Regions from separate parts of the Ovis aries genome. Here region 1 is linked to region 2. A link is a contact called in public Hi-C data. All regions are on one chromosome and are shown on one strand. Each heading gives the region's core, a stretch centred on a gene start, on an enhancer-like site or on the middle of the called end of the contact. The rest is flanking DNA. Distances are from core to core; before and after follow the strand shown.

What was found. A called contact is a pair of places that touch in the nucleus more often than the background predicts.
Region 1: a Hi-C map of hypothalamus shows a contact between it and region 2, with 4 times the contacts expected there. The contact joins the enhancer-like site here to the promoter of TNKS2 in region 2. A contact is called at or near these places in 2 of 16 Hi-C or Micro-C datasets (hypothalamus and muscle).

What each region holds. Positions count from the first base shown.
Region 1 is chr22:13,226,501-13,232,885 of ARS-UI_Ramb_v3.0, reverse strand. It overlaps FGFBP3 (fibroblast growth factor binding protein 3), which reads left to right. Exons shown (of 2, transcript XM_027960225.3): 2 at 1-1,135. Among named protein-coding and RNA genes, the nearest start is that of FGFBP3, 19 kb to the left of the region's middle. Within about 2 kb of position 3,190, at least 31 of the 54 cell types and tissues checked have an H3K27ac peak or open chromatin away from gene starts, as enhancers often do. A contact at or near this core is called in hypothalamus, where this site is marked.
Region 2 is chr22:13,140,033-13,145,915 of ARS-UI_Ramb_v3.0, reverse strand. TNKS2 (tankyrase 2) reads right to left here and starts at 1,251. Exons shown (of 27, transcript XM_027960494.3): 1 at 782-1,251. The coding sequence starts at 980.

The DNA of each region.
Region 1 (6,385 bases), core at 1,941-4,440, 85 kb before region 2:
CCAGGGAGGGAAAACTAAGGGCATCCTAGGCCAGGAGATGCAGGAGAGTGGGTGAAGAGTACCGGTTCTAGAAGGGGACTGGGGGTAGAGTGGAGGTGGGGGTGGGGGTGGGGGGCTTGGGATGGGAATGTAAAGGGTATGGACAGTCCCTGAGACAGCAGAGAAGTTAAAAACTATTGAGTCGAGCCTGATTAAGAGCAGAAGAAACAGCGAAAACAGACGTAAGTAGGCATACCTTAAATGTGCAAAAACTGTAGACTGGGGAGAAATATGGGTACAGAGAGACGCTGAAAAAAGGAAGTGGGAAAAAGTGACTAAAATGCTGTGACTCCTGTGGGAAGCAGGATACAACGTACACTATTTAACACATTTACATTACAATTGATAACCTGAGCCAGACTGATTTTCAGTGTCTTCTCATGTACTCATCTACTCGACTGAAAACGTTACCAACTTTTTCTCTCTTTAGGAATTAGAATGAACTTGGGTGCTGTCTCCAGTCATAGATGATCCCTATAGGGATCAAAGCCAATGGGAGCTCAAACTTGACTCCGGTGAAAAGATTTTCGAGATGATTTGCCTCTGAATTATTTTAGAAGTATTGCTTTTAAACAGAGTGATGCCTGGTATTCTGAAACTTCCCCATTAACCTTCCAAATTCAGAAGTGAATTATAGAAGTTGGTTTTAAAAAACAATTCTCTTTTGTTTGATCGTGTTTTTAAAAACAGCTAAAATGTAAGCACACATCTCAGAATGGCAGTCATATCTGTTTCATGTAATTGTTAACATATTCCATTTTAAATAAGATGTAATAATAGACTTTGCACACATTAGGTGCTCAGTAGAAATTGTATGGCTAGATTTAAAGAACTGGCAGGACAATGGAAATTTTGATTGCATTTGATCTAGTTCTGACTAAACGTTGAAGTTCCTAAAAATATCTTGAATTGCTGGGGGAAGACAAGAAGTAAGAAGTCTGCATAAGGGAAAAATCACAAACTGGCAAACCTGGGCCCTATCATTTCTCTGTTTGCCCTACATGTAGTTATAGCATTTTTTTTGCTCTTCCTCCCTTCCTCCCAATTGGGATTTGTTGCCAGCATTGAAAATTAAATAATTTCATATAAAAAGCCAGATGTTTGAATTCTTGTGTAAAATTAGATCTGACAACATTCGACACACCTTTCTACATGGCAACATGATGCTGAAGTTGGCTGCCCTCTTTACATTAGATATACTTTCCTTAAGATTTATTTATTTCATTACTTTTGCCTGTGGGGATCTTCGTTGCTGCCCACATCTCTAGTTGTGCCTAGCAGGGGCTACTTTTCATTGTGGTTCAAGGGCTTCTTACTGTAGTGCCTTCTCTTGTTGCAGAGCAGGGGCTCTGGGCTGCAGGAGTGTGGGCTTCAGTAGTTGCTGCAAGTGGGCTCAATAGTTTTGGCTCCCAGGCTCTAGAACAAGGGCTCAGTAGTTGTGGCACCTGGGCTTAGCTGCTCTGCAGCATGTGGGATCTTTCCAGACCAGTGATCAAACCTGGTGTCCCTTGCATTGCTAGGTGGATTCTTAACCACTGGACCACCAGGGAAGCACTTAGATATATTTTCCTGAGTTTTTCCACTGCTCCTGCACATCGTCTCAGTTGACTTTATTCATTTATATTATAGGGCTCAACCTCTGAGACATTTGAGCCACCATCAGATAGAAGGGTTTTTGGCTGACCTAATTGTGAGAAGAACAATTGTAAATGCAACAATCTGACCGATACTGAATATCTCCTGAGCTTCTCCCTCCTTGAACAGCCCCTAGAAAATGTAAACTTTTACCTGTTCTGTACATTCTTCACATAGTTGGCAAAACATTGAGATTGATGAGATGTCTTTCAATGACAACGACTTGAAAGGAGATGAGAATGTTTCTGCTTTTGGAGGCTTGGGGACCACAGCTGCCCTCCCAGCTCCATGGCTCTCTTACAACTTCAAAGAGCAGTTCTTACTTCCCACCGGATGCTTATGGACTTCAGAGCTTTGATGAACTTACCTCAAGTTCGTCTCTCCTGTGACCTGTGACTCACCACATTCAAACTCTTCCCCATTTCAATTGTTAAAACAGGATCCAGAGCTCTCCTTTCCCCTTTGTAAAGCAAGACAGCTGCTTCAACCATATTAAAATTATTCAGCCGTCATTATATACAGACAACAGCAGAACTAAGATAATGTAAAGTGCCACTAATAATGACTGCTGCTGCTAAGTTGCTTCAGTCGCGTCTGACTCTGTGCGACCCCACAAACGGCAGCCCACGAGGCTCCCCCATCCCTGGGATTCTCCAGGCAAGAACACTGGACTGGGTTGCCATTTCCTTCTCCAATGCATGAAAGTGAAAAGTGAAAGTGAAGTCGCTCAGTCCTGTCCGACTCTTCAAGACCCCATGGACTAGAGCCCACCAGGCTCCTCTGTCCATGGGATTTTCCACGCAAGAGTACTGGAGTGGGGTGCCATTGCTTTCTCCGACTAGCCAAGGCAAAATACCTTGGGCTTCCTTGGTGGCTCAGACAGTGAAGAATCTGCCTGCAGTACAGGAGACTTGGGTTCAGTCTCTGGGTTGGGAAGATCCCCTGGAGAAGGAAATGGCAACCCACTCCAGTATTCTTGCCTGGAGAATCCCATGGGCAGAGTAGCCTGGGGGGTTGCAAAGAGCTGGACATGATTAAGTGACTAACACACACACACAAGGTAAAATACCAAAGAATAAACTCAATGAAAAAATATGCAAAAACTACATGTAGAACACAGAAATACACTTGAGGGCAGAACAGAAAGACCTGAGTAAATTAAAACATATATGGATTGTGATTATGACTATTATTAAAGAAGGCTTAATATTTAAAAAATGTCAACTAATCTACACATTTAAACATGGTAACAACAAAATGCCAAAAGGATTTTGTGGTGTGAGAACTACGTAGACTGATTCTAAAGTTCCAAAGGAAAACCAAAATGAATCTGGGGACTGGACGGGTGCAGGGTTGTATGTTTCAGAGAGGAAGAGAAAAGAATGCTTTCATTAAGGGCGCAGCTTGAAATGGCTAAATACAGAATCTCCCAAAGGGCTGTCAGCAGCACAGTGCGAAACAGTGTAAATGACGTGAGGGCATGGTTTCTAGGTAACCACAGAGACTCTCCATAAAAGGCCAGAAACTACCAACCAGCACTTCAGTTGACAGTTGCCGCCTTTGAGCTGGGCGGTCATGTGATCCTGGCTTGATCCGTATGTTCTCTTGTTCCCACGCATAATGATCACAATGAGGACGATTCTTCTCCACATGGAGACAGGGAGAGGGCCCTTGTGCATTGATTTTAAGATGTAGGTAGAGAGGTTGAAGGGAAGATGACTAGTGTGGGATCCCCAGAAGGGTGAGGGGTCACAGTTTACATTTAATCAAGTGTCAGTACTCCTTGGGAGTGTCACAGGGTGAAATATTTTCCAGCATTTAGAGGCAGCTCTTTACCTTCTCTCTTTCCTCCCTTCTGATTACTGCTCAAGGCTTGGGAGGGCTCTCAATTTTATTTAAAAATGCAAAGCAAAAGAACATACAACACAACAGAATACACACACACAGAGGATTGGAGTACTTTCAAAACTTATTGCTGCAGTGTGCCTCAGAGGAGGAAGCTGGTTAGGACAGTCACATCTTTTATTCCTGAGCTCACACCAACAGTCTCTACCATGTGGGTAGGCAACCAGCTTCTTAGATGGCTTTGGATATTCCTGCAAAGCCCTGTTAAAATCCACAACATAAACCCTCAGTAAAATCTGGAGGGTGAAATCATTTTGAGTAACTGTGAATGGCTGGCACCTACATCGTTATAAAAACTTCGAGTGAGTCACTGAGAATGAAGGAGGACCTCAGTGCAAGATGACAGCATGCTTGCCTGAAAGCAGGTTGGCTGGCTTAGGAAGGCTGGGGGCGGACTGAAGTTGGGAGAGCTGAAGTTATTTGCAGGAGGGATAATTAGCCTCATGGGACCAGCTGGTAGCATGTAACAGGGCAGGGGCTGGAAGTGGCCAGCAGCGGCATTGGACTGCACCCTCAAAATCTGGCTACTGTTTAATGATAAATTTGTTCAAAATAGTAGAGGAGGCCTTCTCTTTTAATAGCCATAACGTTTCATTTGCCGTTTAAATAATAACTATAGTTTAATGTCAATGATTTTCTTGAATTTTGAAAATAACTTAGACATAACCATTTAGACAGGCTGCTGCTGCTGCTGTTAAGTCGCTTCAGTCGTGTCCAACTCTGTGCAACCCCATAGATGGCAGCCCACCAAGCTCCTCCGTCCCTGGGATTCTCCAGGCAAGGATACTGGAGTGGGTTGCCATTTCCAGGACTGGTGTGTTATTTTGGTAATGAATGCCGGTTCACAAAATTCTGTATCAATAGCATAAAAGTTTCTTTGTTTGTCATTCTATTGTTTAATCTCAAAGTTTGCCATTAGATCCTAATTGAAATTCATAGTCTTTCCTGGTCCTTGTTAAATACTGAAAGTGAGAGCTCAGTTCTAAGAGTGAGAAGGGTTAATGAGTTTGTGAACTTGCGTTGGTGGCCTGTTCCCAAGTCTGAACCCAGCATGTGTTGGGGAACAATGGTTGCCTATTAACCTCCCAGGTGAACAGCTGGTGGGGATCAAAGGCACCCTGCACTGTGTGGTTTTGCTCAAACTGACTTCCCACTTAACCCCCAGGAAAAGGGGCCTGCTAGGTCCCCAGGGAGTGGTAGGCTGTGCTAAACCCAGAAGCACATCTGAAGGAAGGTCTGTCCCACTAGAGTTTCTTTGGAAATGTGCCAGGGGAGGCTACGGGGGGTAAGGAATTGGTTCTCAGAGCTGTGAAAACAGGGATGGGAATACGAGGATTATTTAGGCAGAGACATCACACCAAGTAGCATTTCCTTCTTTAGGTCCTCCTCCAACAGTTGTAGAGTCTGGAGCAGGAGTTCCAGTGGAGGGAAGCCCACTTACTGTATGTCTGAATAGTAAATTATCATGACACAAGCTAGTAAATAGCCTATCCTCCTGTCTCAACTATACCTTTGAACAACAAAAATTTTTAATATATACATATGAAAACTATAATTTTTATATGATTGAAAGTTGGTAAATATCAAAGAAAATAAATTCACATATATGTGGGACTTTCCTGGTGGTCCAGTGGTTAAGACTGTCCTTCCACTGCAGGGACACAGGTTTGATTCCTGACTGGGGAACTAAGATTTCCACATGCCAAATAGCAGGGCTAATACAAAACAAAACAAAAAGGAACTTTCTTGGTGGTCCAGGAGTTAAGACCCTGTGCTTCCAATGCAAGGGGTGCAGGTTCAATCCCTGGTTGGGTAACTAAGACCTTACATGCCATGCCAAGATAATACTTTTTAAAAAATTAAGTTTAAAAAATGTAATGCAAGGAACATCTTCATGCTGGAAAGATGTAATTGTCATTTTCAAGGATCCTTACTCCCTTACAACCCCAAAAGTTCCAGGGGTCTCCTCTTTTTCATCTAGCTTGCTGACTTCATGGATGCAATTTTCTTTATCAGGTAGTAGTCCAAAATAGCATTTGAGGTTTTGATTTGTGATTTAAAGGGGATAATTCTTTAAAACTTTTAATTGGTTTGATTAGTCACTACTTCTGCACTTAGTGAAATATTCATTAAAGAATTTATATATATATTTTTTCACATTCTGTATGGTCTTAACCTACAGTTTAGGGTTTAAAAAAATAAAAAGATCGCTCTGAAAATGTTCTATTTCCTTTTTTCCTTCAGTTTTTTTCCTGCTATGAGTTCCATTTGATATTTTCTCTCACAATCTTGACTAGTAATTCATTCTCAGTGATCTAAGGGATTAAAAAATAAAGTGTAATATGGATAAACAACAAGGCCCTACCGCAGAGCATACAGAACTATGGTCAATATCCACAGTGCATTGTTGGGCACAGTGCACAAATTTAAACTGCAGAAATATGCCAGGGAGGTTGAAAATAATAACTGTATAACATAATTACTGTAAAAAGAAAAAGCAAACGCAAAACATGAAATTTTACTGGATTTTGGATTTTAAAAAAATTCAGTTTAAAGGTATTTTGTGAACAATTGAGAAATTTTAAATATGGCCTCTATTTTAAGTGGCATTAGTGAAGCAGAGTTAATTATCTTAGGTGTGATAACAGTATTGTGGTTATGAAGAAAAACGTCCTTATGGCAATTCCTTCATGTGAATTATTTCAGGGCAAAATGTTAGATCTGAAATTGTAACTAATTCAGGAGAGAGAAACCTCTATGCAGATATATGATAAAGCTAATGGCAAAATGCTAACAAATGGTAAAT
Region 2 (5,883 bases), core at 2-2,501:
CACCTATCATAAAATGAACCTAGTAAACATATATAAAAATATGTGTGTATGTGTGTAATTCAAACGATCTAAATCTCAGGATGAGGCGAGATTACTTCCGATTTAAAATCTAGACCCAAGCTAGAGTCCCTGCACCATCTTTGCTGGCATTATACTACTTTCCATCCCAACTTGTGTCTGGCAGAGACTACCCTCACGCATCCCGCACCCAGCCTAAGTCAGACCTCAGTTCTTCCAAACTTGACTATTTCCAGTCCGTCTCCAGAAACTTGCCAATGAGTGCTACCCACGTAAACCCATTAATGCTAATGTGTCAATGGGCCATTAAGCTGATCCTCCTAAATTACATCCCTGCCTTTGACAAAAGCCTCAAGAACGTAACACAAAGGACTTTTAAGAGTTATAGTGGAAAGTGCAAGAAAGATAGGTTTGGGAGATAACTGGCCTTTAAAATTCACAAGGTTTACCTCGTCCCCTGCTCCTTCTAGCCTGTAGAGAGGCCTTTTAGGGTTCTAAGACCGGAAGTGGGTACAGGTATTGTCGAAACAAAACAAAGCAAAAAAACCCAAACAAACAATAACAACTTCCAGTGACTGTGGCACACTCACCCCCTAAACCCTAGGGAACTGCTCACCTCCCATTCGACGACATCAAGAGAACCGGGACCGGAGTCCCAGGGGGAAAGGCCGGGGGGGAGAGGTGCAGTGTCTGGTTTCGGGCCTGCAAACCCGGGTGCGCAGGTGGGGTCTGGGCGAGGCAAGGCGGCGCTGGTCCCGCTTACCTGCGGCGAAGTGGAGCGGGGTGGACTTCCTGCCCGCCGTGTCGCGGCTGTTCACCTTCTCGGGCGTCACCAGCCTCTTAACTCGCTCCACGTCCCCGTTGCGGCAAGCCTCGAACAGCTCGCGGGCGGCCGGCTCCACTGCCTCGGCCGCCGCGCCCGCGCAGGCCGCGCCCCCGCCGGCGCAGCGGCGGCCCGACATTATTCTGGCCGCCGCCGCCGCCGCCAGCAGCAGCGCCAGCAACGGCAGCAGGAGCCCCGGCCCCGCGAGCAGGAGGGCGAGGCTCCCCGGAGGAGACGCGCTCAGGGCCCGGGCCTCTCGGCTCCCTGCTGTCACCGGGCTCGGCGCAGTCCCATGGCCGCGCCACCTCGCATCCCTCGATCGGCCTCGCGACCCCCGACTGCTCCGCCGCGGCGGAGGCACCGAGAACCCGCCGCTCGAGCTCAGAAGCGACGCGGCGGCGGAAACTGGCAAGGCCCCTCCCGCCAGCTCCGCTGAGCCCTGGGAGCGCACGTGACGTCGCGCCGCGCGTGCGCGGTGGTGGTAGGCAGGCCGGCCAGGTTTTGGCCAGCGGGCCGCGCCGAGGGGTTTGTGGGAAATGTGAGGCGAGCGCCGCTGGCCGCGGGTGGAGTAGGGGCTTCGTCCCATCGCCATCTTTGTGGTGGGTTTTGCTGAAGTTGAATGTTTTGCTTAATGTCTTTATTAAAAAATGGATTTCTTAATCTGAATTTCCTTATTGCACAGAAAAGAACCTTTGAGCGTTTCCCCCCAATTTTGGATGTTATTTTGGACTTCTTACTGTGGACATTTTCCATGTTTTCAGCTCCCACAACCCCTTTGTCCTGGAGGTTTCTCCCTGCCACTGTCTCTTCCCTTCCCCGCAACTGCCGTTTTGTTTTCTGTGAGCCACTTCTCAGAAATGAATGAGTTGCTTGATGGGAAGTTTGGATGAGTTGCCCCAAGATAATGTGAAGAAAATTAGGAAAGCACTGAAAGTTTGTTCCAATTCTAAATAATTGAGAGGTATGGCTTACATGAATTACTCTTTCCATAGTTAATAGCTTAGGACTAAAGGACCCATCACGAGTCTATATATTATGCTGACTTGGCTGAAGTGTGGATATACTGGGTATACACATCGCTGACAAAGTTTAATGAATTGTGATTTCTTTTTGCCGTGAAAGCAAGAAAAGCACATAATTAACTCTCACGCCTAAGGTAGTGAGTGATAACAGCTGTTCATGATCATTTCCTAACCTATGCCCTGGTCTTAAGAAACTGTTTAAAACTATGGTTACATACATGTGGAAAAGACCCTGAAGCTGGGAAAAATTGAAGCAAAAGGATAAGGTGGCGGCAGAAGATGTGATAGATAGCATCACCAACTCAATGGACATGAGTTTGAGCAAACTTCAGAAATAGTGGAGGACAGAGGAGCCTGTCATGCTGAAGTCCTGGGGTTGCACAGAGTTGGACAGGGCTTAGCAACTGAACAACAACAAATGGTTACCTAAACGGGTACATGTGACCCTTGGCATGCAGACAAGCATCTTCCCCAGCTTGCCTCCTGCCTGTGTTGTCTTAACTTCTTAACCTTTTTTTTTTTTTTCAAATTCAGTGTTTGTTCGTTTGTTTGGGATCATCAACTCACTATTGTGCTAAAAGGTAGAGGCTTTACGTGGTTGGGGGCATTTTTATAAATGTGTAAATTACATAATTATATATGCACACGATAAGTATAGATTTAAAATATGCTGCATAATGATAAGTATCTGTGAATCCGCCTAAAGAACTGGTACACCACCAATGGTATTGAATCTATCATTTTTCTTCCATGTTTCATCTACTTGCTGCTGCTGCTGCTGCTAAGTCACTTCAGTCGTGTCTGACTCTGTATGACCCCCATAGACGGCCTCCCACCAGGCTCCCCAGTTCCTGGGATTCTCCAGGCAAGAACACTGGAGTGGGTTGCCATTTCCTTCTCCAGTGCATGAAAGTGAAAAGTGAAAGTGAAGTCGCTCAGTCGTGTCTGACTCTTAGCGACCCCTTGGACTGCAGCCTACCAGGCTCCTCCGTCCATGGGATTTTCCAGGCAAGAGTACTGGAGTGGGGTGCCATCATCTACTTACCAAGTGTATTCCCTAATTTTCTTATTCTCTAATTATTAATTTGTAGTTATTAATCCCTTACTATGTGTGTATTCCTCAGCAGCATATTGTTCACCTTTACTTGTTCTTGAGCTTTCTGAAAGTATCAGTCTGTGAGGTCTTTCTTCACTTGTGATGCTTGTAAGTCTCAAGCAGTCATTATTGTTTTATAGAGTTGTCTTGTGAGTATACCACAGACTTACAAGTCTACTGGTTATTTGATTTGTTTCCAAGTTTTGTTCTAAAGTACTGCTGCAAACATTTGTATACATTCTCCTGGTGCATACGTGCAAAATGAGAAGTGTTTGAACTTTCTGAACACTATTCATAGCATAAGAAAGGTGATTGCTGTATTCAACCAGTAAACATGCTCATGTATATAAAACAAAAGTTTCACAAAATAATGAAATGATATTTACCTCTTCAATGTTTACAAAAATGCTAGTTATGACTCCCAGTTAAGTGATCACAGAACACGCAAATGAGTGGTGACAAAAGGTTTGAAAAACACTGCAGGAGTAGAAATGGACTACCCAAGAGAGCAGTCGCTCAGTCATAGGCAGCAAATGCTCACTTTACAGAATAAAGCCAAATTGTTTTCCAAAGAGATTGTTTATACCGTACGTGGCTACCAGGAAAGTGTAGGACTTTTTAAAATCTCTGTCCTCATTAACCCTTGGTATTGTAGGACTGGCCTTCCCTAAGCTCAGTTGGTAAAGAATCCACCTGCAATGCAGGAGATCCCAGTTCAATTCCTGGATTAGGAGGATCCACTGGAGAAGGGATAGACTACCTACTTCAGTATTCTTGGGCTTCCTTTATGGCTCAGCTGGTAAAGAACCCAACTGCAATGGGGGAGACCTGGGTTTGATCCCTGGGTTGGGAAAATCCTATGGAGAAGGGAAAGGCTACCCACTCCATTATTCTGGCCTGGAGAACTCTATGGACTGTAAAGTTCATGGGGTCACAAAGAGTTGGACACGACTGAGCGACTTTCATTGTCTGATTAATTTTTCTATATAGTGAGTGTAAGTGGTATCGCAAACAAATATTAGTCGCCATTTTTAAAAAATACAGAATTTCTAAATTTCTGTTAAGGAAATGCAAATCAAAACCGCAGCAAGATATTACCACACCCTGATAAGGATGATTCAATTCAGTTCAGTCGCTCAGTCGTGTCTGACTGTTTGTGACCCCATGGAATACAGCACGCCAGGCCTCCCTGTCCATCACCAACTCCAGGAGTTTACTCAAACTCATGTCCATTGAGTTGGTGATGCCATCTAGCCATCTCACCCTCTGTCGTTCCCTTCACCTCCTGCCTTCAATCTTTTCCAGCATGAGGGTCTTTCCAAATGAGTCAGTTCTTCGCATCAGATGGCCAAAGTATTGGAGTTTCAGCTTCAACATCAGTCCTTCCAATAAACACTCAGGACTGATCTCCCTTAGGATGGACCGGTTGGATCTCCTTGCAGTCCAAGGGACTCTCAAGAGTTTTCTCAAACACCACAGCTCAAAAGCATCAATTCTTCGGCACTCAGCTTTCTTTATAGACCAATTCTCACATCCATACATGACCACTGGAAAAACCATAGCCTTGATTAGACAGACCTTTGCTGGCAATGTAATGTGTCTGGTTTTTAATATGCTGTCTAGGTTGGTCATAACTTTCCTTCCAAGGATTAAGTATTTTTTAATTTCATGACTGCAGTCACTATCTGCAGTGATTTTGGAGCCCCAAAACATAAAGTCAGCCACTGTTTCCACTGTTTCCCCATCTATTTGCCGTGAAGTGATGGGACCAGATGCCATGGTCTTCGTTTTCTGAATGTTGAGCTTTAAGCCAACTTTTTCACTCTCCTCTTTCACTTTCATCAAGAGGCTCTTTAGTTCTTCTTCACTTTCTGCCATAGTTCAGTTCAGTCACTCACTCATGTCCAAATCTTTGCAACCCCATGAATAGCAGCATACCAGGCCTCCCTGTCCATCACCAACTCCCGGAGTTCACCCAAACTCATGTGCATCGAGTCGGTGATGCCATCCAGCCATCTCAGCCTATGTCCTCCCCTTCTCCTCCTGCCCCAAATCCCTCCCAGCATCAGAGTTTTCCAATGAGTCAACTCTTCGCATGAGGTGCCAGAGTACTGTAGTTTCAGCTTCAGCATCAGTCCTTCCAAAGAACACCCAGGACTGATCTCCTTTAGGATGGACTGGTTGGATCTCCTTGCAGTCCAAAGGAGTCTCAAGAGTCTTCTCCAACACCACAGTTCAAAAGCATCAATTCTTCGGCACTCAGCTTTCTTTATGGTCCAATTCTCACATCCATACATGACCACTGGAAAAACCGTAGCCTTGACTAGATGGTCCTTTGCTGGCAAATTAATATCTCTGCTTTTTAATGTGCTATTTAGGTTGGTCATAACTTTCCTTCCAAGGAGTAAGCGTCTTTTAATTTCATGGCTGCAATCACCATCTGCACTGATTTTGGAGCCCCCTCAAAAAAAGTCTGACACTGTTTCCACTGTTTCCCCATCTATTTGCCATGAAGTGATGCAACTGGATGCCATGATCTTCGTTTTCTGAATGTTGAGCTTTAAGCCAACTTTTTCACTCTCCTCTTTCACTTTCATCAAGAGGCTTTTAGCTCCTCTTCACTTTCTGCCTTAAGGATGGTGTCATCTGCATATCTGAGGTTATTGATATTTCTCCCGACAATCTTGATTCCAGCTTGTGTTTCTTCCAGCCCAGCGTTTCTCATGATGTACTGTGCATAGAAGTTAAATAAGCAGGGTGACAGTATACAGCCTTGACGTATTCCTTTTCCTATTTGGAACCAGTCTGTTGTTCCATGTCCAGTTCTAACTGTTGCTTCCTGACCTGCATACAGGTTTCTCAAGAGGCAGGTCAGGTGGTCTGGTATTCCCATCTCTTTCAGAATTTTCCACTGTTTATTGTGA